Regions from separate parts of the Mus musculus genome. Here region 2 is linked to region 1. A link is a contact called in public Micro-C data. All regions are on one chromosome and are shown on one strand. The core of a region is the stretch at or near the end of the contact, and the rest is flanking DNA. Distances in the headings are between cores, read along the strand shown. Region 1 has its middle 21 kb from the start of Gm31711. Region 2 has its middle 410 kb from the start of Gm31711.

Region 1 (3,101 bases), core at 256-2,755:
AATTCCCCAGATCGATGCTCCAGCCTCTTTTACTTTGGTGATTCCCTAAGGCAAGCTTAGGCCCTTTCACTAAAAGTACAAGGAAAGGGAGCCTTAACCTTCCAAGAATGTCTTAAATTTTAGGCTCTGCTTGTCAGCTGCTAGGAACCTCACCAAAGCAGTGACCTGAGAAACAGTGTGTGCTGGCAAAGGGACAGAGAAAGAAGCATTTACCCTACCACAGTAGCTCATTGTCTTTTAGAATTTGTATTAGATATCTGGTGTACTGGCCATTAACCATGCACTTCCTCAAGGAGAGAATGGGGGTGTCAAGGTGTTTTAGACTCTAAGCATGTTCAGTGTAGTGAAATTGTTACAATGTATATATGTTTTTACAAGAGAATTTTGGGCCATTACGAACTACCCAATGCCTCATTTAGGAAGTGTCCACTCATCAAAATACCTGGGCTTTCAGTCCCACATACATAATTCCTACATTAATATGCATCAATTACCTTCCCAAAAGCTGTATAAAAAGATACATTGTATTGCTCAAGGGGCTTTAAAATGTTTGTGTTCAAGACTTACAGTAAAAGAAACAGTTTTCATTTTTCCATTTTTGCTTACAACTTCCCAATGCTGCAGAACTGAAACAATTAGCTGCCTCCTGTTCATCGTCACCCATCGCCTGGGCGTCTTCAATCTTCTGGCTCTGCCACAACTGTTTTCTTGTGAGCTATAGCCCCAAATGAGGCTCAATACTGTACAGAAGGATGGAAATCTGAAGGCGCCTTAGAATAACATTCCAGGGCTTCACTGAGGGTTGATCTGTTTCTTTTTAGCCCTGTCCTAGAAACAGTAAGGCTGCCACACATTTAAGGTGGAGTGGGGGTGGGGAATAACATCTAAATTCCTCTTGTATCTCAGAAATCTAAATTAAAACATTGAGGAAGCAGTTACTAGGTTGTTCTGACAAAGATAACAAGGCTGTTAGGATTGGATTTAGAAATGAGCATTGCAGGGCTCTCTCTGTTGTATCCAATCTGGAATGTCACACCCAGACATACAAGTAGTTAGGATGGACTTAAATAGCCAGACCCCATAAAAGACAAAGAAAAAAAAAGTAGCATTGCACATTATTGTGGGCTGAAGGACTTGGTACCATTATTGTAGAATCCTGTACCATTTTGTTTCAATTAAGGAACACAAATAAATCACAATTAAAAAAATAGTTCAATAGGTTTGGAATCACTCTATACAGTCATAGCAAAGCTACCACATTGTTTAAATCGTCTGTGGAGAACCATCATTCTGTAATGACTAACAGAGAAAGGAGACTAGGGGCCTCTTTCCCAGTGTTCTGAAAACCACTTAAGAGTTTCAGTCTCTCTAGATTCATCTATTGGTAAGAAGGACAGGGTGGAAGAGACAGGAAGAATTCAGGGTCTCTCTCAGACAGACACCCTGCAGATTCTGGGAGACCAGGGCTATGGAAGCCTTCCACTGCTACTTTGAAGGCAAGGGAAAAGATAAGAATTTCTCAGTCTTGTTGTCCTTGTAGCTGGGTTCCTGCCCCTATCTGACCATGGGGCCTAGACTCCACAATCTCAGCCAGGGAGAGAGTTTTCCAGGAGGCTGCCATCCTTATTACAGCTGGATCATAACAGGTTAGGCTGTACCCAGAGCCAGTGGACATGAGGAAGTTCCTTGGCTTTAGAAGAGTTAGGGGTCCCTCCTGGAAGCTCTCCAAGGCTAGGCTGAGTCTACCCCATTATCTCCTGAGGTTTCCATTATACCAATGTCATTTTTGCTGTAACAAAGCCTGGAGTGCTGGCCTGTTTTTACAGATTTTTTTTTGCACTATTCTTTCTGCCTTTATTCAAGCAGCAGTATTGAGTGGGTGAACACATCCCCCGGAAACAGCTCCCTGATAACTCAGGAGCCTTTGAGTCTGCAGGGCACTTCTCTAGGTTTTCTGAACAAAGAACTGAGTGTTGGAATTGCAAATAAAATACGTTTTTTTAACCCTCCTTTAGTCAGATAATTTGCTATATTTTTGCCCTCTTAATTTATTATTTCCCCCTTTTTTAAAAAAAAGATGTTTGACTCCCTGATTTTCTTCCTTCTATTGTGACTGTGGACAGTTCACGTCAGGTTCTCCTTGTTCACTTTTCTCTCTACCTTCCCATGCTGAGGATTGAAAAATCCCACAGATTTGTTTTACTACTGAGAGCATAAAAAGCAGCATGTTTGCATTTTGAACAGAGCTGAGATTAAGGCATTTGCAGCCTTGAAATAGCTCTTTCTCAACTTCCATTCCCATGAGGTTATCCACATAGAGTTGCTGTTAGCACAGGGTCAGTGTGATGAAATATATTTGTTGAGTCTCTTTGGTGCCAAAGCTTTGGCCAACTATCTGATCTACCTGATAGTGGCACTGTTTCAGAAATCTCTACTCAGTAGAGCAATATTAGCCCTGTGGATTATCAAACAGAACATGATACTGGAAACCACAGCTAGCAAAACCTTCACATTTTTCCTTCTTCCACACCCTGCCTTAGAGATCCCATGCAAGAATGGGAAGGTGATCAGAGTTTACACACTCAGGATTGTTACTTTAGTAACCCCCTTAGAGGTGAGTTTCAAACATTAAGGCTATAATACTCCCATTTTTAGAGCCAAACTTCAGTGATGCTTTTAAGAGTGAGGCTGGAAAGGGTTGCGAGTAACACTGAGAAAAGCAGTAATTACAGGTGAGGTGATATATTTTAAAAGTTCTGATTTTCTTCTATCTCATACTTCGAGCTTACTTGTGTAAATATACCAGAATAAAGCAGTATTTGTCTAGATGATTGAACACATCAGACTAGCTCATATTACACACAAACCGTTTTAGGTAAAGCTATCTTACCTAAGAGGGTCGAGACAGATTTTAAAGCTAATGATAACACTTCTTGAACCTCCTGGTTAAAACAAAAGACAGAGGACAATCAACTTAGTATCCTTACAGGTATAGAGATGGGGTAAATGTAGGAGGGGAGGAACTAGAGAGGCAACACTGTGGTTGCTTCTCTGCCTAATTAGGACCATGTGATAAATACAAAATCTTCCACAGATTCAAA
Region 2 (3,101 bases), core at 327-2,826, 390 kb before region 1:
CATGGATAACTCAACATCCTCACTTCCTTTACTCACCCCGAAAATAGTTTCTTCACGGACTTCTATTTAATAATGGAATGGACATCAAATTACTTACAAGTCAAAACTATCTATGTGTAGCATGTCTGTTCTCTAGAGCTTCAATGTGTAATAAATAGCTCCTTTTTTGTTTTATCGAAGCAGCTCACATGTGGTGTTACACATCTGCATATTCAAATATTAATTTAAAAGATATTCACTTACAGATAATGTTTGAAGTTATCATGTCAGATGAAATTATGAAGAGAGAGACTGTTAATAGAAAACAAGGGGACTGGAGAGAGTACTCAAAAGTTAGGAGTACTTGCTGCTCTGGCAAAGGACCAAGTTCAGTTCTGAGCACCCACACCAGGTAGCAGCCATTGTCCTATAACTTCAGCTCTAGAGAATTTAACACTGTTTTTTAACCTCTGCAGGTGCACGTGCACATACACACACACACACACACACACACACACACACACGAAGAAAATGTAAATATAATATTGCTAAGGTCTAAACCTTAAAGTCCATCATTGAAATCATGTAAAGAAAAGTAATCAACATAGAAATTAAGGAGGAAAATACAGAAGACAACAAATCTCAAGGGGTATGCTGTTACGAAAGCCACAGAGTATAGCTAAGAGAAACACTGCCAGGAGGTGGGTGAGAGAGGACAGAGAGAGGAAGTGTCAGAGCTTTGCCCACTCCAATCACTACATTTACTTTTCTTGCAAAGTTAAGGCCACTAGAGGAGTATATTATTGAAAAGATGGTCATCATAAAACATGTGTGGGAGGAGACATTGGTGTTGATGAGCTCTATGGAAATGGCATTTACAGGCCATCCTTTGAATTGTGCCTGAAGTTTGTAAGCACATTTAAGGAGAGATCTGTACATTGCCACTGAGTATACATGGTATGGTCTCCTGCCTTTGGAGACAGTTATATTTTTGTTGAGTTGTTCTAAATATAGAGAAAAAAGATGGAGGATGATTGCTTGGAAGAAAAGAAGCATTTAAAACTGGATTCCTTCTGAATACTTTTACCCAATAAAGGACATTTGTAGGAAGGTGATGAAAGTACAGAATTAATTCTCTACATAAAAGACAAGTGATGAAATTTAGGATGCTATGGAAATACAAATGGAAATGTACCCTGATTACTAGTTAATTAAATTCCATGTGAAGAAATGTCAAATAATGAGGATGGGGTTAAACTTCTCGAAGTTATAAACTATATATAACTAGCTACATTATGACTTGAAAATAACTCCCCTAGTCTCCAGCACAGATTGAGAATAAACAGTTTAAGGAAAAGATGAGGAATCAGAAAAAGTCTGAATGAACATAAATGGAAGGAAATTACTGCAGGTGTCTATAAGAAATTAATGAGGTACATAAATTGTGGTCTATGTTTCTTGTCACAATTTGATAAAAAAAATGTGTGTGGAGATGGCAAAGAGTGAAAAAAAAATGGGCCTGAGATCTGCAAAGCATTCAGTCAGGTCAGAAAGAGTCCAGCATTTCTTTGCTGTGAATGCTGCCAAAGAATGATGTCATCCACAGCACACAGCACATGGAGGTGGGAAGGGGGTCAGAAGACCATGTAATTACAATGCCTGAGGTGAAAGGCTGAGGTGATTGGTTTTAATTGGGATTGCCTGATCTTTTTAGAACTTCTGTGGCATTTTGTTTTATGCCCCCTGTCACCTCCCATCCCTATCTGGGGGCTAGAGTTTAATACCTGGGGTTTTTTTTTTTTGTTTTTTTTTTTTGTTTTTTTTGTTTTTGTTTTTGTTTTTTTTTTTTTTTCTGTGATCATCCATGCTGTATTTACTCTGTTCACTGTCTAGTTCCATAAGCATAGAAAGTCTGTATTAGTCATCTTAATGTCTACCACGTCATTCCCCAGGCTCTTAAATGTGGAAGAAAATCAGTAGACACTCAAGGCTAATCCTTCACCAAAATACAAGTAGTTTTTCACCCAAACAGGGTTTTGGACGGCCTGGAAAAAGCCACTTGAGGTTTGGAATGTGCTGAGCCTACATTCTTTGGACGCCAAAAAGGTGCAAGATCAGACTATTTTGGTCACTGCTCAACATCTAGTCATTATTATAAGACATCCATTTATAAAGATAACTTTCTAAATTTTCATTTTGAGTATCTGCTTTAGAGGTGTGTGTCATTGTGGCTAACCAGTATTCCTATGACTGATGACTACTGCTATTCCGTGTGTGTGTTTGTGTGACCGTGGAGGCCAGCCCACAGACTGCCTCTTGGGTGCATTTAAAAAGTAATGCCTCTGAAGACAAGAAAGAACTTGTTCAAAATTGCAATGAAATGATATCCCAGTGCAAACACATGTCTTGTGCTTTAAAGCTCTTTAAAAATACCAACAAAGAAATCATTTATTGTACTCTCTACACATAGTTACCAGAGTTGCTGACATATAATACTCCAAAGAATCTTGAGTTGTTCTCAAACAACATGAAAACTACTAAATTCATAGAAGTTTAGTCTTTTGGTATAAAATTAAAAGTTAAATAAAGGAAAGCTGGCATCCAAAGCAAAGTTTTATGATTCTAAATTATCTACTGTATTCATCCATTTATAACAATGTGTATAGTAAGTATTTGATAAAGTATCATTGAAATAAATTCAGTAATCCAAATGAAAATCAGCATGTGAAAATTATGTCCAAAAAATGAGACAAAACACAAAATGTAGACAAAACCCACTTTGTTTTGTCTCCTTCCTTTTCAGGATATAGAGTGTTAGTAGACTTTTCTGATTATCAACACTTTACTACTCAAACAGATAGACAGCTCTAAGAACAAGTTAAAATGGAAACCTGTCAATTGATAAAGTAGTATGTCCAAAAGCAGACAATATATGTCATTTAAATTTTCATTTCAAGGGTAGATTACTCCACTCCTTCTTAGTCAAAGCCTATTTTGGGAAGGCACCCACCATCTGGCAAGAGGTATGTTTAGCTTCTCTCCTTCTCCCCAAGTTTTTATTTCACTAGTGTGCTATAGCCAGCTGGCCCGTTCCCACTTACTGTTCTCAGATGGTCTTTTCC

What was found. A called contact is a pair of places that touch in the nucleus more often than the background predicts.
Region 2: a Micro-C map of granulosa cells shows a contact between it and region 1, with 3 times the contacts expected there. The contact joins two enhancer-like sites. A contact is called at or near these places in 3 of 484 Hi-C or Micro-C datasets (embryonic fibroblasts, forebrain and granulosa cells).

Annotation. Positions count from the first base shown.
Region 1 is chr13:16,281,230-16,284,330 of GRCm38.p6, reverse strand. No RefSeq gene overlaps it. Among named protein-coding and RNA genes, the nearest start is that of Gm31711, 21 kb to the right of the region's middle. Within about 2 kb of position 1,505, at least 12 of the 459 cell types and tissues checked have an H3K27ac peak or open chromatin away from gene starts, as enhancers often do. A contact at or near this core is called in granulosa cells, where this site is marked.
Region 2 is chr13:16,669,401-16,672,501 of GRCm38.p6, reverse strand. No RefSeq gene overlaps it. Among named protein-coding and RNA genes, the nearest start is that of Gm31711, 410 kb to the right of the region's middle. Within about 2 kb of position 1,576, at least 35 of the 459 cell types and tissues checked have an H3K27ac peak or open chromatin away from gene starts, as enhancers often do. A contact at or near this core is called in granulosa cells, where this site is marked.